Regions from separate parts of the Mus musculus genome. Here regions 1, 2, 3, 4, 6 and 7 are each linked to region 5. Evidence: chromatin contacts called from public Hi-C, HiCAR-type and promoter capture Hi-C data. All regions are on one chromosome and are shown on one strand. Each heading gives the region's core, a stretch centred on a gene start, on an enhancer-like site or on the middle of the called end of the contact. The rest is flanking DNA. Distances are from core to core; before and after follow the strand shown.

Region 1 (2,700 bases), core at 13-2,512, 2.2 Mb before region 5:
TCTGTATAGCCCTGGCTGTCCTGAGCTCACTTTGTAGACCAGGCTGGCCTAACCTTGAACTTCTTTACTGCCTCACTCCCAACTGCTGGGATTCCAAGCAGGCACAAATCAGCACACCCAGCCTCTAAACATAGCTAGCTACACACGTCAGCGTTTCTGCAGCCACTTTCCCACTGGACAGACAGCCCAGTGACCCAGTTGTTTTGGCGTGCAGCAATGCTTCTCAAAGACGTTCTACTATTTTTATTTTATTTTGTTTAATCCCATAGCACTGACTTGAAATTTTGTGACGTATCCACTGTTAGGCTTCTTTATAGCCAGTTTGAGTATTTAGTCTGTCACTTAGTTCCCTGCTAAATACTACCCTTAGGAAACATAATGGGAATCGAGCTTTGCTGCCTAGGATCAAGGAAGCTTGGGTAAAGTCTTTACCCTCCTTGTGCCTCATTTATTCGTCTATAAAATGAGACTGAGGGTGTGAGGTCTTGTCATCAAAAGAGGCCTCAGCTGCCTTTTAATTTTAGGGTGCCCTAGAGCAAGCAAGCCGAAAATTCTGGCTGAATAACTAGAGGAGCCCCTCTTCTACTCACTGGAAACGGAGGCACAGAACACTTAAGAGCTTTAGTCACTACCATAAAGCATTGGCAAGCAGCAATGGTGACTCCAGGCGGAGCTGCAGGAGGCAGCCTCTGTGCTTAGAAAGTATTCCCTAGGTTGAGCATTTCTGGAAATGAGACCTGGCCCGGAACTCTTCAGCCTTCTAACTCAAATCCTCTCGCTCTAACCCTTGCCAACGGACTCATACATCCTCGACTCTGAGGTGGACCCTGCTCAGAGACCACTGGGTCCAAGGAGAGTAGGTTTCTGAACAATTTAGGCAGTGGCAGCCAGCGTCAGTACGTGACAAGCTTGATAATGGTCCGCGGGGCCGTGAGTCTCTGGGACTGGGTCCTTCCTGTCCGTTTTGTTCCTAGTGCAGATTAGTGGGACAAGTGTGCAGACGGAAGACTTTATTTTTGTGTGACATGTTTCCCGCCTTGTGCCTTTTCTTGCGTAGGCATATATGGTGCGCTGTGCAGTTTCAGGACCTCTGGAATGTGGCCCCTAAGTTCTAAAGCAGCTGCTCTTCCCTCCAGCTCTACCCGCGCGGGTCTGGCCTCTGATCCAGAGTTTGCGCGTGCGCGACTCCGCCTCAAGCCCCGCCTTCATGATTTAGCCCCGCCTTTGCCACGCTTTACGGCCCGGCACGCCACTTTTGCTGCAGTTGCTCTGGGCGCTGCTGTTGCTACAGCCTCTCCTGCCGGGGCTGCTGCCCGGGAGGTTGAAGGGAGGTGAAGTGTGTTGTTGTGTTCGTGCTGCCGTCGCCGCCCGGAACCGAGTGGAGAGCCGGACGTCCGCGGGCTGGCGAGAGCGACCAGTCAGCAGCTGCGTGCTCTCCTCAGGCCGGGTCCTGTCTGCGCTGCCGCAGGGAGGCCGCCCGGCCCAGCGAACCGACCCAATGCTGGACCTGGAGGTGGTGCCTGAACGCTCTCTGGGGAACGAGCAATGGGAATTCACTCTGGGTGAGTGTGGGGTCTTTTGGGATCCTGTTGGCTGGCCCTTAATTCTCCCTAGTCCCTTCCGCTTCTGGTTCCTGCCCCAGATGCCCCTGCGCCCGCGGTTCTTCGCCTTTTCTCACCCTTTAGTCTTTCGGCTCCGGGCTTTAGAATCCCGCTCCTCCCGTCTGTCATAGGATCAGCGATGTCTCAGCAGGGTCCTTCTTTGGACCTCTATGATAGTAATAGCCAGTACACACCAAATACTTAGTGGAGTGGGAAGGTCCTGCTCTTTTGAATTTATCTCTAATACAACTCCCTGAAGTCTGAATATCGATAGTATTATGCCCATTTTGCTGACTCTAATAGTTAAGAACTAGGTAGCACACCTAATCAACACTCTGGTCTCTGATCTGTCTCTCTCTGGTTTTAGGGGAGTGGGGGAAACCTAAGCTCATGCCTCACAATCAGATGGGGGTGGTGGGGGAATGAGCTTGCTTTTCTAAAAGGAACTCTCGACTTGTTTTCTTCTCTTTTGAAATGTACTCTTAACGTGTGGTGTCGCAATACCAGATACCAGAGTTAAAAGTTGAAATTGAGTGAAGTGGAAATTACACATTGGCTTGGTAGACAAATCAGTTAGGTCACTTGGGGAGAGTTGGCCTTCGTATGTGAACAAGAGTATTTGCATTTAGTGACTCCAGTGTGTTTACTTAGTGGCAGCACTAAGCGAAGGGGCTGGGAAAAGGTGTTCCTGCTGCTTGTTTGTGTGGGCCTCAACCTCTGTCTCTCTACTGGGAGCTCTTGGACTGAGTCAGCTGCTCCATTTGTTTATGGCTTATCCTTGAATGTAGACGACTCTGTCTATAGAGACAGCATATTGGAATTACCTAGCTGGGTAGATTGCTGGGGCTTGGTGGCTGCCTGCCTCTTTCTTGCCCATTATAAAAGCCAGTTTCATCAAGGGCTCTTGGTTCTCAGAACTTAGACTGCCTGTTCCTGTAGACTTCTCAAAATTTAATCTGCTATGAACATGTTCCATTCAACCTCATATGAGGCATCAAGAGCGTGGTTGAAAAGCAAATGATGTTTGACTTCTGATTAACATTTTTTTCTCCCCTGGACAACTCCTACCTAGTCTGGACATCCCAGGACTGGTTAAGAC
Region 2 (2,700 bases), core at 160-2,659, 2.2 Mb after region 5:
TTGTTGGGCAGAGAACCACAACCCAGTCAAAAGTGCTTCCCTATGCTTTTCGATAACTATCACTGCCAGATGCTATGTGGCTAATGCACTCATTCGATCCTTCACCAAAGGCAAGCAAACCTGTTCTTCAGGAGAGTGTAACCCAAGAGACAAACTAATGGCCACATAAACATAGAGCCATGACAAGTGACATGAAGGGATAAATCATGGAAGGATCTTGAGGAAGCGAGTAAAAGCTGACTTTCAAAGGTTAGACACAAGCTAAAGAGGAGATAGCAGCTGGAGAAGAGATCTCTAGGTGGATGAGGCCAATGAGAGGGGCCAAGGCATGGGGGAGGGATAGACGGCTGCTTGGAACTAAAAGGAAAACACTGCTTTAAATGAAACAGGAGAAAAGAAGAGAGGCGTCAGCCAACATTTGGCTAACAGATTTGGTTTAAGTGCACGTGCTGCTCTGCCAGAGGAACTGAGTTCGGTTCCAGCTCCCATGTCAGGCGGCTCACAACTGGAGCTCTAGAGGATCCAAAACCCTCTGGTCTCAGAGGGTATCTGCACTCACGTGTGCACACACGCACGTGCGCGCGCGCCTACACTTTTTTTTTTTTTTTTAATGGGATTTGTCCACTAAACAAGGAAGTAGCAGATATGATCAGATTTGCCTGCAACACAAACCAAGTATTCATTCTCCCTCCTCGGGGAGTTTGCAGAAATTCCTCAAGTCAAGCACCAGTATCTGTGCCCTTTTTCCAGACCAGGGTCACAACTAAGAACTCTTCACATGGAACTTCCATTCTGACCACACTTGATCCAAAAGGGTGGCCTTATGTCTTATTTCATCCCTCCTTGGAGCGTAGGCGATCGTGTCCTCACAAAGGCCCGATACTTGGATCAATTTAAAAAAAAAAAAAATGCCCGCGTATCTCTCAGGTTCAGCCTAGCCTCTGCCCACATACGCTTGCTTTTTGCATGCCCTTAGCTGTGCACGTGCAGGTCACACTTCAAGGGTCCCAGCCTTTCAGTTTCCCAGCCTCATCCCCCTCCCTGCCGGTTATCCACACCACGAATGAGCTTCCCCGCGCAGGACTCACTCTCAGCTGTCTCCACGCCATGCTCCTTCTGCCATTAAGCCCGCCTCTGCCTGCATCCCATTGGAGAATGTGGGCTCGGCTCCACCTATCTCCCAAGCCCCACCAGCCGGCCCGCCCCTAGACGTTGATTGGACAGCCGAACGCGTGCGCTCTGCCCGGAGTCAGGCTCCGTGGCGGGACGTGCCTACTTTCTGTCTTGTCGCTGTCGCGCCTCCTAAGGGACGCTGCTCTGAAGTCGCGCACCCTTCCTTCGGTGCAACCGTGAGGAGGAGGCTTCCGGAAGTCTCGAGTGGGGAGCAGACGCTTCCGAAATCTGCAGACCAACCCCAGCGCCCGGTAGTGCGCACTACCCTAATGCTTCCCTGTCCCTGGGAAGGAAACAAAGGGCGATGCAGCCCGAAGGTTCCGCACGGTTGTCTTTATGCCGGTGCTGCGGTATGGCTTTCATAGCCCCCTTTCTGAAACAGAAATCCTAAGAATTCTGTTTTATCAGGGCAGTGGTGGCGCCGGCCTTTAATCCCAGCGCTTGGCAGGCAAAGGCAAGCATATCTCTGTGAGTTTGAGGCCAGCCTGGTCTACAGAATGAGTTCCAGGAGAGCCTAGGCTACAACATGGAGAAACCCTGTCTCTACAGGGAGAAGGAAAAAAAAAGTACACTCATGCAAACACACAAAAATTTACCCACTGGTTTTAAAAGTAAACTCTGAGGTGTTGATAAGTAAATATGGTTTTATTTTTAAGATAATCTTATGGTGTAGGCCAGGTTTTTCTAAAAACCAATCCTGCCTCAGCACTCAAGTGCCTCTGTGCCAAGCGTTTACAGAGGCCAGAGGAGGGCATTGAATCCTCTGGAACGGTAGTTACAGATGATTGGACCCACGTACTCTGGCCCTTAACCTTATGTTTGTATCCTATTGTCCCCCTTCCCACTGGTCCCCTTCCTTTTCTGGAATAATACTTCCCCACTTTAGGTCATAATTTGGGTCAGGTTACAGGAGGCTGGAGAGATAGCTCAGCTGTTAGCACTTGATGTTCTTGGCGAGGACCCAAGTTCCGTTTCCAGCACCCACATCAGGTAGCTCACAACTGCCTGTAACTCCAGGACCACATTTCTTCTGGGGCACTGTACTGGTTTTCCCATACCAACAGGTAGATGTGTGTGTGTGTACACATAAATTCTAAAAATAAGTCCTTTTAAGGTCTGTATCCTGCATACAAGAAAAAAAGCATATTTAGCAGTCTGAGATTGGCTTGCTTCATGTAACATGATCTCCAGTCCCATACATTTTCCTGTAAATTACCTCATTTTATTCTTTCTAATGGTTGAATGTTGTTCCATACCATATATGTATCATATATATCATTATCTTGATCTGTTTGTCTGTTACTGCTTCCATAAACTGGCTGTTGTGAATATTGCTCCAAAAAACATAGATATACAGGTACCTCGGTCATATGCCAGCTTGGATTATTTAGGGACTATACCTAGAAGTGACGTATCTAGGAGTTTGGGTTAGTGATTGAATGTTTGTTTGTTTGTTTTAAATTTGTTGTTCTGTGTGTGAGAGAGTTCAGACAGCAGCCTGCTATGGCAGACATGTGTAGGCCAGTA
Region 3 (2,700 bases), core at 58-2,557, 2.1 Mb before region 5:
CGCAGTACTCACCCAGTATTTACTGGACTAAAGATAGTCCTTTGCCTCTACTTTCACCAAAGGTTTGCTCAGGGAAGGGGTGGGGGATAAAGGAGATTACTATTCAGAGGAAAATGACTAGGACCAGAGAGGAGAGACATGAGGAAGAGTATGGATGGGACTGGGATGACTAAGCCCCCATCCCTAGGGGGCTAAGAGGGAAGACTGGACTAAGAGAGTGGCTGACCTATCTTCTGAATGATCAACCCTGGGAGCCATGCTAAAGGACAACATGTCTTAATGGAAAGGATCATACATAATTCATTATCCTGAGAAATGCCTTTCTAGCACTAGAGGAGTAGAGATAGGGGTGGAGTGGTCATCCCATGAGAGCACCCCAAAAGATTACTACTACTGGTAACCCATGGGGTTTACAGGGATGAATAGATACCTTCTGGGGCCAAAAGGGAATAGGATGTCACGACTCAAGGGAAAAGGCCTGACTTCCTAGGGCAACGAGAGGGGGTTGCCAACCCTCAGGGCAAAATGGATAGAGAAGCCATTTCAAAAAAGGTGCAAGACACAAAGCCTGCATCTGTATCTCCTTGCCCCTGGCTAAAGGAACAAACACCCCATGGGGTTGAATAATACAGGGGCAGCCATCACTAGGGGTCTAGAATGAGGAGCAGGCTTGTCTTACATTAAGGACATTGGGTATGGTCCCCAGAACTAGGGGGCGGGAGCAGTCTATTTCCAACTGCGAGGACGGTGGGGGAGGGGTGGAGGAAATGGAACGACCATTCCAAGGGGCCAATGGGGATAAAATTGATTACCCTTCAGGGACGGTGGAGCGGACATCTTCTAGAACTGAGGGGGAGGGAACGGCCATCTCAAGGGAAAGGGATGGGCAGTGAGTCCGTCCTCATTGAGGTGACAGAGCAGCCATCTTCTGGGGCCAATGGGTAAAGAGGGAATGGTATCCCAACCGAAGGGGTCGAAGTGGCCCCAAAGAGGACCGTTACCCAGAGTTTTCAGGTCGTGGGATCCGCCGGGCGGCTCGTTTCCGCCTGGCGGGAGGTGCCGGGCGAGCTGTCAGATAGCCTTTCCCCAAAGCTCGGGACCCCGAAGGCGGGGCCTGTCCCCGACCAAGGCCTGAAGGACCGCTCGCTTCCTCTCACCTCCAGAGGCAGCGAGTCCGCCATCGCAGTTCTGCCGTCTCCGCCCCCACGCAAGGTTTTCTGGGAAGTGTAGTCCCACCGACTCAGGGGGCGGGGCTTCGGAAGGAAATGAAATCCACTTCCGCCCAGGAGCGAACGATTGCGCTCTTTACCGGAAGTGCATGTGCTGCCGATGTGGTGTCTACTGACTGCAGTTCCAGTTACTCGCCCTTGTTTCAGTGGCTGGGTGTCTGCTGCGCACCATGGCGGTAAGGGACAAGGCGTGGTCTGCACCGGCAAAGCTTTCCCGATGTTGGGAAAGTAAAAACAGAAGGGCTCGAAGGCATAAGGCACTGGGCCAGAGAGGGGCGCCACCCAATGGACTGTGCTAGACCGAACGGGATGCGGGGAGAGTGGCCGTGCAGGACTACACCAGGACTAGTGTTGGAGGCTAGGGCGGGCGCGGGCGAGGGTAGTTGCCAGTTCCAGATCTAAACCACTACCCCAGAGGGACGCCATTAAGTTCCGCTGGAGTTTTCCCGGAGAGGATCTCAACCCAAAGCTGAACCTTACGAGGAAAGCCAAAGAAGATACTAACGTAATTTGAATTGTTTTGGGGTGAGCATTAGGCGATCATAACTGGGGGTACAGTAAAGTCGGTGTCCTAACTATATTAGGAAGATGGACTAGAGGAGTGGTCGGTATCTCAGGGATTGCTAGGGTTGACAAAGCACGCTAAGGACTTGGCTGCGGGGTAGATAAAGCTGCAGGTAACCAGGCTGGTACAGGGAGTGAGGAGGACTGAGGCAAAACAGCTCTGACAGCATCTCACCAACCCTCCGCAGCCCAAAGGAAAAGTGGGTACCAGAGGGAAGAAACAGATATTTGAAGAGAACAAAGAAACTCTCAAGTTTTACCTTCGGATCATACTGGGAGCCAACGTAAGTTGCTTGCCTTGTGCTTTCTCTGCCCTCTCATTCCTATCTGATTAGGAGCGCTGGCAAATGACAGCCAAGGCTCCAAAAGAGAACGTTGTAAAGAAATGAAGCCAGGCAGACACCAGCCTGTAATCCCTGCACCAGGGAGGCTCAGGCAGAAAGATGGGCGGTTTGAAGTTAGCTTTGAGTAACAAAGAAATCCTATCTCAAAAAAAAAAATTAAAAATAAAAATAAAAAGGGGTGATGGGGTTAATAAGTGAAGCTGGCCATAGTGGCATATAACTGTATTTCTAGCTATTTGGAAGACTGAGGTCAGAGTGTTGAGTGGTAACCAGAGCCCCACAGAAAGACTGAAGTCTCATTCGAGAGAGTGAGAGCAGGTGTAGCGCCGTGGTGGAGCCCTTGGCTAGGCTCTGCCAGCATCGCCAGCAAACACTGCCCTCCTCCCCCCAAAGTATCCAGGGACTGAGTGGTCAGAGCACTTGTCGCTCTTACAGAGGACCTCGGTTCCACTCCAGGGGCACCACATGGTAGCTCGAAACCTTCTCATTGAGTGGATCCAATGCCCTCTTGTGACCTCTATGGTACCAGGCACAGCGTCAGGCACATGGTGCACATAGATACA
Region 4 (2,723 bases), core at 60-2,559, 2.3 Mb before region 5:
TATCATGGCAGTATGTTTTACTCAAAACACACACACACACACACACACACACACACACACACACACACCACTCCCACCAACAAACCTTTAATTTTGGGTAATCAACTCTCCAGACTTCAGTTAAGATGATTAACCCTCCTAGTTTGTTAGGGACTGAGCAGCTTCAGAAGGCTTGGGGGGCGGGGGGAGGTCATTGCTAAAAATGAGAGCTGTCTATGGCAAACTAGGACAGTTCCTTACCCACGTTTAGGTCCCTATCTAATAAATGAGATTGGGCTGGACTAGCAGTGAAATTCTGCCAAAATCTGTATTCAAGCAGGCATTAACAACTGACCTCAGAACTGATTCCAGTGACTTATGAGTATCTTTTCACAATCCTTAGCATCTGGCCAGCTGCTGCCAAGAGTTGGCACTTACCTGCCATCCTTGAACTGAACTTTTAACAAACTGCGATTTTTAAGGATCAGAGTTTATTGAGGGTCAGCTTTAGCTCAAGCTCTGCTGCAAACCCCGAGTCTGGTTTTCTTCTGCTCTGGTAAGTTCTCTAGAACTTGCAGATCTTGGATTTTTTTTTTTTTTTCTTGTTTGATTGCACATTTGGGTAAAAATATGGACTGGCAACCGGTTACATATAATTAAGATAGTTTTCCTTTAAATGATGTGCTAGATCTACATAAACACTCTCCTACTAACGCCATGAACTTATGAGTGTGCATTTTAGAAATTACTAATCTGAGACTTACTGGTCTGGTACTTGTCTAAACCTTGTCTGCAGGCAGAGCTACACGGAATCCTAAGGCCAACCCCGTTTCAATAGCCACCACCTTTTTACACCATGATTTGGTTAGATGCTTACTTCCACCTTTCAGTGCACAGTCCACATCCCTCCCTGTATGCAAAGTCCTCTAAGATTTAGGTTTCCTTGAATTCAAGTGGCCCTTCTGGGGGTGACTCTGCGTGGCTGGCTGGGGAGCCAAGAAGTTCCAGATCGCTCACAAAGGGCCAAAAAAAAAAAAAAAAAGGTCTGCGGGTCCGCTTCTAGTTGCTAAGAGAGGGGCGGATCCCTTCTGGGCGGGTTGTTCGCAGAGAAGCCCGCGGACAGGCAAGGGGAAGTGCTGAGGAAGGAGCAGGGTTTCACTGCAACCCAGCGGCCCCGCAAGCGGGTGGGTGGCGCATGCGCGGCGCGGGTCGTGGAGTTGTGAATGGTGCGTCTTGTTTGCTAGAGTTTGAGGCGGGCGGGCGCGCGAGGAGGAGAAGGAGGAGGAGGAGGGGTGGGGCCGGCGCGGGGCGGGAGAGCGAGGAGGGCGGCGAGAGGAAGTGGCGGCCGCAGCCGGGGGAGGCTGGAAGCTGTGTCTGCGCGGGCGGGCGGGAGGGAGGACGGCCGGCAACGGCTGAGGCGGGCGGCGGTAGCGTGGGTTGGGCTCCAAGCACACGGCCGCACCTCAGCCTCCCTGGAGCGGGAGGCCACGCGGGCGGGCTCCTGAAACAAAGAGAAGCGGGAGTCCGGGTGCCGCGGGTGGGCGGTCAAGGCGGTCAGCACCGGAGCCCGCCAGCGGGTGCCCGCGCGAGCCTGGGGAGCGCGGCCGGCCGGCGCGGCCTGAGGGCGGGAAGATGCCGCGCGTCGTCCCGGACCAGAGGAGCAAGTTCGAGAACGAGGAGTTCTTCAGGAAGCTGAGCCGCGAGTGCGAGGTGAGGCGGTTGGGGAGGCGCGGAGGCCTCGGCGCGCCCCGAGTGGGCCCGGGGAGGAGAAAAGTTTGAGCGGCTCGGTTGCCGGGAAGCCCCCGGGACGGCGCGCCGGCCGAGGGGGAATCTCGCCCCGGCAAGCAGTCCGCCCACAGGCTCTGCTTGCCCTTATCGGAGCCGCGGGGAGCGGGCGGGCGGGCCGGCGGGTGCCGCCGCGGATTTGACTCCTGATTTCGGGGCCGTCTCTCTGCCTTGCAGATTAAGTACACGGGCTTCAGGGACCGGCCCCACGAGGAGCGCCAGACACGCTTCCAGAACGCCTGCCGCGACGGTCGCTCGGAGATCGTAAGTCGCCGGGGAGGGACCCCCCCACCCTACCCCCGGTGCGCGCGGGGAGGCCGCGGGGACCCAGGCGCGCGCCAGTCACTTGTTGCGCGCGGCCCCGGGCGTGTTCCGGACGGCGCCGCGGACGCTGCGGCTCCCGGAACTGAGCCGGGGGCGCAGGCTCACTTCCTTAGTCCGGATTCGAAAAGCAAGAAAGAGGCAGATGCTGGCGGGGCGGCTCGGCTCGGCCCTCGGGCGGACCCGCCTTCTCCTTGGCCCGCCGCGATGGTTCGGTTCGTGGGATGGTTTGCGTGTCCTAGTGCCGGCTCGGCAATCCGAGCGGAGCTCCAACCGGAGCTTGGCGGAGGTTGTCGCCTAGGCTGTGACCTCCGCCAGACATCGGGGTGCTTGTAGGAAGGATACAGCCCTACGTGTAAAGAATCATTGGAGGGGGATCAGCGATAGGCTTGTTTCTGAGAAGCGAGATTGGTAAATCTATATGAGAAGCTATCTCCCAGTACAGCCGAGAGTAAATCTATTCCACTTATCTGTTGTCCTAATAGAAGAGAGAGACTGTCCTAATAGAAGAGAGAGACGAGAGAAAGGGCCCCAGTGGATGAACAATTTTCTTTTCTTAAAATGTTAAGAATCCGAAAGAAATCTATATTTTCCTTTTTCTAACCTCGATGTGCCTGTCTGAGTATTGGAGTTGCTAA
Region 5 (2,700 bases), core at 4-2,503:
GAACACCCAGTGTAGTCACAGGGTGGCTAATAAAGACTTTCTCTTGGTAGATACCCCACAGCAAAGACACCGGACACACAGGTGGTACACAGATACACTTCAAGAGAAACATCTATGTAATAAAATACAAATGAAAATGTAATATTTCAGTTAACAAAAACCCAACAAAAATCCAGGTAATCAGAACAATTAACTCGGTGGTGGATGCCAGCCTAGGTTACATAAAATCTTGCCCCACCTGTCTCCTCTCTCACCCCTAACCCTCCACCCCAATGGTATAAACTGGTAATCCTAACTACTCAGAAGCTAAGGCAATGGAATTAAAAGTTCTTGGCCAGTTGGAGCATTTAAAATAAGACCCTGTTCCAAATAAAAACCAGAAAGGAAGCAAAATGGCTGGGAACATAGGTCAGTTGGGACGCCCTGGACTAGTCACGTTCAACTGTCAATCTTGCAAAACCCAGAAAGTTTCTGTTGTCCAGGCTACGGTGAGGTATGTCTACAATGCCAGGAATCAGGTGGCCAAGGACAGCGCTGGGTTCCAGGTCAGCCAGGGTTACTTACATAGATTCCCTGTTTGTTAATTCATAATGTTCAGTTTACTCCGTAGGGGAGGGGAGCGGGGGGGGGGGGATGGGAGTTGGTTCCCCATGGGGAAGACACGTAGGGACTCCGGAAGTTTTGAAAGGGTGTCAGGTTGTCGTGTGTCATGTCCCATGCTCCACTCCCGTCCCTCTTTCCAGTTTTGCTTCTTGGAACAACAGATGCCTTACAAAGGCCAGGGCATTTATACTTCTAGAACTGAGAACAAGGCCTTACAGAGTTGGCACAAGCTAACGACATTACATGGGATGCTCAAGTTTGATCAGTATACATCTGTGGTACCAAAACATCCTTTGCAAATTTGGGGACATGCTTAGAGTTACACGGTTTATCTGACACTCAAGTTTGGAGGGGGGGAGCGTACTGTTTTTTATCCAGCAACTCCTTCAAGACTTGACTTAACTGATCGGATGGTCTTCTCCCACCTGTACCATGGCGGGAAAACAACTGTACTTGCTTCCAAAGGCATACATAAAGACCCCGGGGCCCGGTGAGCCCTTATTTTATACGTTTGCTCGGGCACAGCCCGGGTGATCCTTGCAATCCCGGCCCTGAGCGGGTCAAACGCTCGCCGCCCGGGTCCTAGGTGGTCCGCACCTGCGCGCCCCGGCCAGCCTCTTCCGGGTCAGGTGACCGCGCACGCCCACGTGACCCGGCCCGAGTGCGGGCGCTGGAAGGCGGAAGTGGAGCGGAGTTAGGCGCCGCTGGTGTGGCCGCGGCAGGTAGGTGGCGCGGGGGCACTGGGGGGCTCGGCAGCGAGCGGGCGGCGCGGGGCAGCCAGGGGGCGGCGGGCGGCGCGAGGGGCCGGGGGCGGCGCGGGGCGGGCGCCGGGGGGCGGCGGCTTCCTGTGGGAGGGGCCTGGCGCGCGGTTCCGGCCTCCGAGGAGGGATGTCCCGGCTCGCGCCCGGGCGGGGTGGGCGCGGGGCCCGGCGGGAGTCGCCCGCTGGTGGCGCTTCCGGAAGGAGACCCCCAGCCCCGGGTGCCTGCGGTGCGGAGGAGCCGTGTCTGTCTGGGAAGGGGGCCCGACCTCAGCCGGGGAAGACTCATTTGCTCCCTGGAAGGGGCTGCCTGGGAGTGGGCGTCTGGCTTGTAGGGACAGGGAGAAAAAAATCTGGACGATGCGGCCTGGACCCCATTCCAAGAGTCTTTTTTCCTTCCGTCCTCTTTAAAAAGGATGGCGATCCGGGACTTTGATACCGGTTCTGTTCAGTTCTTTAAACTTCAGGAGGGATCCCTGAGTCTTGATCGTCTGACTCTGGTCACACCCACTTTGCCCTGTTTGGGTAGGGTTTCCACTTGTTGGGAACCTTGCCCATCAGATCGTCTTTCTTTGAGATGCTCCCGGATCGGGTCATCTTGGAGGCCACCAAAAAAAAAAAAAAAAAAAAAAAAAAAAAGACGTGTAGGTGCTTTGCTGTGATCATAACAAGACTTTTAACCTACACTGTTGTTGGCGACCTGGGCCGGCGTTACCTCAGCAACGCATTGACTGCTGAAGTCATGGACAGTTGAAAGTCTGCCCATACCGATTTGAGACCTCTCAAGCTTAAATTATGCAGCTTCCTTTACCATGTGACTGCTTATCTTGACCAGCTGTGACTAGGTGGGGTGACTGAGAAGTTTCTCTTGTGTTCCTTAGAACTGTGACCTAGATCGTAGTTTTTGAGGTTAAAAATACCCATCTTAAGATTCTTCATCCTCTAGGCCTAGGCCTGAAGATGGCTCCAAGTTCCAAGCCAGCCTAAATAAACAAACAGGCCACCCTCTTTTCCCTTCACTTTTGCTAAGGTTTGCAGAAGTGAAGCAAAGTTTATGAATGCAACGAAGGTCAGGGTTCAAATGGGACATTGACAGGAGCCAGAATCACAGGTCGCTAGGGGGGAAAAAGCACTTTGCATTAATATATTAGGAGTTGAAGACTTGGGGGGTATATTATAAGCATTTAAAAGTTAATTTTTGTAGCAGTCTCGAGAAGTCATTCACACTTTATAGATAACAAGCTAAGAGAATTGACTTAAAATAAAAGATGTATTTTTATTTGTGTGTATGTTCCTGTGTGTATGTGCCCACCAAGGACAGACAGAGCATTGGGTCCTT
Region 6 (2,700 bases), core at 140-2,639, 2.3 Mb after region 5:
TTAATCTTCCATGTGGAAAACTTGGCTACCTTTGCCTTGCATCTCTGCTTGAAGATTTCCTTTACGGAAATTTCACAGTGAATTTGGCATGTTTCATGCATAGGCCTGGCTCAAAGTAATCTGCACTGTGCTAGCATTATGATGTTCTTCTAGTCTTAGGGTGTACCTAGGGCTGCCCTGTACAGATGCCCCGAAGAAAGGTAGGAGGATTTGAATTCCGTAAGCATTCTGCTCTATAAACCGGTAGGTATGGGTTGGAATATGTATATGGGGTGTGGTGAATTTTCTGTGTAAGATGACATCTTAAGGCAGACTCCATTGTGAGAGACAGTTGTAGTTTTTCTCAAGTCTTAAATCTCATTATTTGTAAACTTTGGTTACTTACTTTGACTCACGAGATTGCTTAGCGGGCTAGGTTGTACATACGATGGTACCTTATGATCAATATGACACCAATATTTAATAAATTTGATCGTGCCCTTGGTATCCTTTCTTTCCAGCCACTTGGCATGCTCCAGAAATTCAAGGTCAAAATTGTATGGCTAGACTTACTCAGCTCAACGTCTGTATTTTGAAATCCTTGCATGAAAAACGAATGTCTAAAAGATGCAACTTCCTGTTTATGACACTCAAATTTGAAACTCAGGATTTTTGCTTAGTTCCTGGTCTTTGGTATTCAGTGTAGTCTTGTGTTTTATTCACATCTGGGATACCTTTGTTGTCAATCTATCGGAAAGATTTTATTCTAGGTAGGTCACCTTTCCTTTAAATGGGCCAAGATATCAAGGATCTCTAGGTTCACATGGAAAAGACTTGGGTCACAAGTTAGTAATTATTTATCACGCCAGGAACTGTCTAGTTAGACTTTCTTTGCTTCAGGTCATTAGTTCATTCAATCATAGATGGAAAAGCTATTCTGGAAGAGTTTTAGCTGACATTTGTCCAGATTCTTTTTTCCCCTCACAGGAGGGGACTGGATCGTAGGTGAGATTGCCGCACAAGGCGGTGGTGCTGTGCTTGGAATCCATTCTTAGGTTTCATCTTTTTACCTGTTTTCGCAAAAAAAAAAAAAAAAAAAAAAAAAAAAAATTGAAGATACCATAAAACCCTAGAATCCAAAGCCACTTGGAGCATGTTTCTAATGTTGACCAGAAACCTCTGGCCAACGAGGACCACTTAGGAATCCTTTCGGACAAAACTGGTCACACCATGTCTATGCGCTTTCCCCTGCATCTCCTCTCCGCCTTCCCCAGCTCCCTCGCTGAGCTCCGCCCACCTCAGGTGACCCCCACCGTTTCCTGGCTGCACAGTTTTCCCCTCCCCCCAGAACGGAACCAAAGTGCGACGGCTCCAGGGCCGGGCCGGAGCGTGCTAGCTCAGACTCCTCGCAGCGGTGACTCGGCAGCGGCGTCGAGCGTCATCAGTGACAGCCCCGACCCTTGCTACGCTTTGAGTCGCTCTGCCCGGCGCAGTCGCCTCCTCCTCGGCAAATAGTCCTCGGCGGGGGCCGAGTCCTCGGGTCATCCGGGGTGGGAGACGGCACGGGCTGCAGTCGGAGGGACGCGGGGCGGCCGGCGAGAGGGAGCCGGGGAGCGGCGTCTCCCGGGGAAGCGCGAGGCGTGAGGTAGAGGCGCCCTCCTCGCCCGGGATCCCTCCGCCTGCAGTCGCGGTGCTGAGGCCGAGGGAGCCGCCATTTTGGATGTTCGGTTCCTGCTGCCACTGCCGCCGCCGCCCCCGAAGCTGCTGGTTTCCTTCGAGGTTTCGGGCCGGTGAGTGTCACTCGCGGCACCGAGGGCGGGTCGGCTCTTGGGCTCTGCCGCAGCCGCGAGCGTCTGGCCGGAAACCTCCTGTCAGTCCCAGGGGTCCGGGCTCAGCCTGTGGGGGGTGGGGGGTGAGGAGGACCCAGGTTTGGGTCAGGAGGGACCCGGGAGCCCCGGGCTTGCTTGGACTTCCTGAGGGCCGACCTCGGGAGCTTCAGAGCCGGAGCTGTCGTGCGCGGTCGCTTTCCTCTTCCCTTGGCGTGGTCTGGCCGCCGCAGGCCTCCTTGAACCCATTGACTTTCTCAGGCTGCGAGGCTCCTTTGAAAGCTCGCTCCGTTCGGGGAGCTTAGGATTTAGCGGGGCCGGGCCCCACCCCCGCGTGTCCTCTCGGAGCCACGTATCAGCGTTCTTGTGTTGGGGACTCGGGTCAGATCTGAGAACTCTGAGCATTTCCCACGCAGGGGCAATTCTGCCTGGTCCCTGCAGTGCCGTCCACTGAAAGCCGGACATCGGCCTCGCCTCCCTCTAACCTTCCAACTAACTTCTGGTCCAAACACTTTCGCTTTTTTTTTTTTCTTCTTCCTTCTTCTTCTTTCTCTTTTTCTTTTAAAGAACTCACCTGAGACCGCACTATTCACTCTCCTCTCCAACTCTCGGTTCTGCGGACGTCGGTTTCTAGTAATTCTCAGGCTCTTCCTCATTGCCTGGAACTGTCGGTTCTGCTTCCCAGTTAGGGCTTGGTGTCGGAGAGCCGTCGAACCACCCTAGGGTGTATTTCCGCAGCAAATGGGTTTAAAGCAGGCCAAGTGGCTTTGGGTGCGAAGGAGCTGTGAAAATAACTTTCTGCATTTCTTTCTGTTCTGAAAGCTGAGCTTTGGGGCACTTACTGATACTTTTTATTTATTTTTTTCTTTTAGCGTTATATTTGCTTGAGCATGGA
Region 7 (2,700 bases), core at 56-2,555, 2.3 Mb after region 5:
GATCTGAAACCCTCTTTGAACTCCACAGGCACCAAGCACACTCATGATGCAGATATGCCTGGGACCCTAGATAAAGGGTCTAGGCAAAACACCATACACATAAAATAAATATTTAAAGAAAAAAAAAAGGAAACCTCGTTATCAGTAATTTAAGGGTTCCACATGAAATAATTTTCATAGACTACACTTCGTTTTGGGAAGTGTTGGCACTTTAAACCACAAAAGGTTACATATAATTGGGACCTGATCCCGATTAGAGCCTAAATTAAGTGGATCAGAGTCTACTTAAGGACTCTAGAGGCTCGGGTCTTGTTAGAAACCAGAGGCACAAGAAGAAAAAGAGAAAGGCTACGAAAGTAATCAGGGGAAGAAAGCATTGTTTTTATCAAGTGAAAATGTTAAGAAGCCGCGTGACTTAAACACAAGGATGCGGTGAAGTTCCCCCACGAAGGTCAAAAAACCTTGAAGGGTGTGAGATGTTAACAAATGTACCGACTAATATTTTACTAAGCTGGAAAAAGACATGCATATGGAAATGGAAAAGTCTGACTGAAACAATGAAACACAGGTTGATTGTTTGATGGAGGGATTATACTGTTTTGTTCTCGTAAGAACAAAAAAACAAAAACAAAAACAAAAACAAACAAAACCAGAACAAACACCAAGAAGGCACAACAAAAGAAATGACAGTCTCCTCCCGGGAGCCATTCAACAACAACAGACTGTACACAATAAGCCCCCGTAGCCTCCCCCTGACATCAGTCGGCCGCAGCCCTGGTCCGGTCCGCATCCTAGCTCAAGTTCAAGGTCCTGAGGGCCACGCCTGACCCCAGGACCCGGAAGAGGAGCGCTCCCTCGGGCTCTCCTGGTCTGACTCACCCCGCAGCAACCGCGGCGGTGGGGACAAGGCCTCCCTCAGGGTCCCGACCCGACCGCACTGCAGAGGGGTGTCTCCTCAGTGCCCGGCTCATGCCGGGGGCAACAGCGACGCCAGCACCTGTCTAGGCGGTCCCACCTCCTCCCACGGCCGGAGCCCGACCTCAGGCCTGACCCCGACTGCCAGGGCTTCCCCCGCTGACACGGCGCGGACGGCTTGTCCTCACGGTCCTACAGACTAACGCTGGGGTTCCGTAAAAGCGGGACGTAGATGGAAGAGGGAGACAAAGATGCTTAGGTCTAAGGAGGGCACGCTCACCTGGAGGGATCCGGACGTGAAAACGGAAGAAGCCGACTTCCGAGGAGCCGCTCGGCATCCAAAATGGCGACTCCCTCGACCTCCCCACCGCGGACTCGAGCGGAGGAATCCAAGGGGGCGGTGTTAGCCACGCCCTACCTAGCAGGGATTGGCTGCGCACACAACAAGGGGCGGAGCGAGGGACTATTTCCCACGGCGGAGGCGTGGGACCTGACTTGTGACACTTAACGTCACGCAGTGGGTTGAGTCATTTGCTAAGGGCGCGCCTTGCAATTTGCCCCGGGCGCGGCGGGGCGGGTGGAGGCTTCTCCTGGATTCTGTGCCCGGTACCCTTGTTCCAGATTCTTCCAGCCCCTGGAAAAACCGGCTGCAGACTGTCTCGCAAACGCCCGCGGATCCGAGCGGAGTCTGGCTTCCCCACTTAGCTCACCGGTCGGTCGGTCGGTCGGTCGGTCGGTCCTGGGACTCCGACCTCGGAGGGATGGTTGGGCGAGATTCAGCGCTGTGGAGCCGACTTTCCTCCACCGCCTCTCTTTCCACCGACACTGTCCGCCCCGCACCTTCACTAATGTACTCTGCACAGCCTCCACTCTCGCTCTTATTTTGTATCTGTATTCAGAGGCTTTTCTGGGCTTGAAAGCGAGAAAGAGCCTTCCTGTTCTCTGGCTCTTGGCCCTGCTATGAGGCCACAGCTATCAAGACCAAAACTGTGGCTTGTCTTGGGTCAGTGGTAAAACGAGGACTGCAGGTTACTTTGGGAGGATAATATGAATTGAAAATAACTGGCTTGTAACCATGTGCCGCTGTTCAAAGCTCCAGGATACTAGGACCTTAGAATTACACAATATTTGGTTCCCATAAAATGTTCAGATCGTTCCCCCAGCAAAATATTTGCATAGAAAAATTGTAGTTCTGCAATGAGATCATGACATTTGTGGCTAACACTTTCTACACACACAGTCCCAACAACAAAGTACAATGATAGAAAAATTTCCCCTGAAGCACAAATTAGTTTATTGGGCTCATTTACAGACCATAGGTGACAAGTCACTTAACAAGCAAGTGAGTAATCACTCTCCTTCAAATAAGCTTGCACTGGAAAGTATCCAGTAGAAATGAAGGCTTCCTGGCATGGATGGAGCCCACTTCCCTACTGCTCTCCAGCCCACACTCTAGCCCCTCCCCAGGCTACACGTAATTAGGGCGGAAGTACGTTCAACAGCTGGTATCGATTGCAGGCATACCCAGGTGAGGGTTCCAAGACCCTCTTGGCCCCTCCTTCAAATATGATGATCTTTGGGCACAGCTACATTCCTGAAGATGGCTGTTGTTTGGCTCCGATGATAGAAAAGTATCGCAGCACTTAAGGGGCAGGTTGTTCATATTTAAAGTGCCTAGGGACAACCCAACCGAAGGTGCGAATGTGTGTGGACATTGTTTAGATACAGTTTCAAACTAACCAATCCTTTTTTTTTTTCAGATGAATGTCATTAGATAATAAAGGC

Evidence for each region. Promoter capture Hi-C pulls out the DNA fragments that hold promoters and counts their contacts. Hi-C and Micro-C count contacts between places; a contact is called where the count stands out from the background. HiCAR-type assays count read pairs that join an accessible place to other places.
Region 1: a promoter capture Hi-C map of pre-B cells shows a contact between it and region 5, with 4 times the contacts expected there. The contact joins the promoter of D230025D16Rik here to the promoter of Wwp2 in region 5. A contact is called at or near these places in 1 of 39 promoter capture datasets (pre-B cells), 1 of 115 datasets of contacts at active chromatin or transcription factors (regulatory T cell precursor) and 1 of 9 other capture datasets (liver).
Region 2: a HiCAR-type map of astrocytes shows a contact between it and region 5, with 10 times the contacts expected there. The contact joins the promoter of Dhodh here to the promoter of Wwp2 in region 5. A contact is called at or near these places in 11 of 39 promoter capture datasets (the 3T3-L1 cell line, the C10 cell line, cranial neural crest and 8 more), 11 of 115 datasets of contacts at active chromatin or transcription factors (the 230-238 cell line, T-cell acute lymphoblastic leukemia, astrocytes and 8 more) and 1 of 9 other capture datasets (liver).
Region 3: a contact with region 5 is called in a promoter capture Hi-C map of pre-B cells, with 2.9 times the contacts expected there. The contact joins the promoter of Tmem208 here to the promoter of Wwp2 in region 5. A contact is called at or near these places in 1 of 39 promoter capture datasets (pre-B cells) and 1 of 9 other capture datasets (adipose tissue).
Region 4: a promoter capture Hi-C map of pre-B cells shows a contact between it and region 5, with 5 times the contacts expected there. The contact joins the promoter of Cbfb here to the promoter of Wwp2 in region 5. A contact is called at or near these places in 1 of 39 promoter capture datasets (pre-B cells) and 1 of 9 other capture datasets (liver).
Region 6: a promoter capture Hi-C map of pre-B cells shows a contact between it and region 5, with 9 times the contacts expected there. The contact joins the promoter of Ap1g1 here to the promoter of Wwp2 in region 5. A contact is called at or near these places in 8 of 39 promoter capture datasets (the C10 cell line, the HPC-7 cell line, cranial neural crest and 4 more) and 4 of 115 datasets of contacts at active chromatin or transcription factors (embryonic stem cells, extraembryonic endoderm stem cells, kidney and 1 more).
Region 7: a Hi-C map of B cells shows a contact between it and region 5, with 9 read pairs. The contact joins the promoter of Ist1 here to the promoter of Wwp2 in region 5. A contact is called at or near these places in 10 of 39 promoter capture datasets (the C10 cell line, cranial neural crest, frontonasal cranial neural crest and 6 more), 1 of 484 Hi-C or Micro-C datasets (B cells), 6 of 115 datasets of contacts at active chromatin or transcription factors (acute myeloid leukemia, astrocytes, embryonic hindbrain and 3 more) and 1 of 9 other capture datasets (adipose tissue).

Annotation. Positions count from the first base shown.
Region 1 is chr8:105,223,925-105,226,624 of GRCm38.p6, forward strand. D230025D16Rik (RIKEN cDNA D230025D16 gene) reads left to right here and starts at 1,263. Exons shown (of 16, transcript NM_145604.3): 1 at 1,263-1,562. The coding sequence starts at 1,499.
Region 2 is chr8:109,607,264-109,609,963 of GRCm38.p6, forward strand. Dhodh (dihydroorotate dehydrogenase) reads right to left here and starts at 1,410. Exons shown (of 9, transcript NM_020046.3): 1 at 1,089-1,410. The coding sequence starts at 1,109.
Region 3 is chr8:105,325,070-105,327,769 of GRCm38.p6, forward strand. Tmem208 (transmembrane protein 208) reads left to right here and starts at 1,308. Exons shown (of 6, transcript NM_025486.3): 1 at 1,308-1,405; 2 at 1,982-2,077. The coding sequence starts at 1,400. It overlaps Lrrc29 (leucine rich repeat containing 29), which reads right to left and starts at 1,199. Exons shown (of 7, transcript NM_001368408.1): 1 at 1,158-1,199. The coding sequence starts at 1,181.
Region 4 is chr8:105,169,365-105,172,087 of GRCm38.p6, forward strand. Cbfb (core binding factor beta) reads left to right here and starts at 1,310. Exons shown (of 6, transcript NM_001161458.1): 1 at 1,310-1,689; 2 at 1,942-2,028. The coding sequence starts at 1,612.
Region 5 is chr8:107,435,117-107,437,816 of GRCm38.p6, forward strand. Wwp2 (WW domain containing E3 ubiquitin protein ligase 2) reads left to right here and starts at 1,254. Exons shown (of 24, transcript NM_025830.4): 1 at 1,254-1,325.
Region 6 is chr8:109,777,194-109,779,893 of GRCm38.p6, forward strand. It overlaps Ap1g1 (adaptor protein complex AP-1, gamma 1 subunit), which reads left to right and starts at 1,390. Exons shown (of 24, transcript NM_009677.6): 1 at 1,390-1,769.
Region 7 is chr8:109,691,989-109,694,688 of GRCm38.p6, forward strand. It overlaps Ist1 (increased sodium tolerance 1 homolog (yeast)), which reads right to left and starts at 1,306. Exons shown (of 10, transcript NM_028018.2): 1 at 1,196-1,306.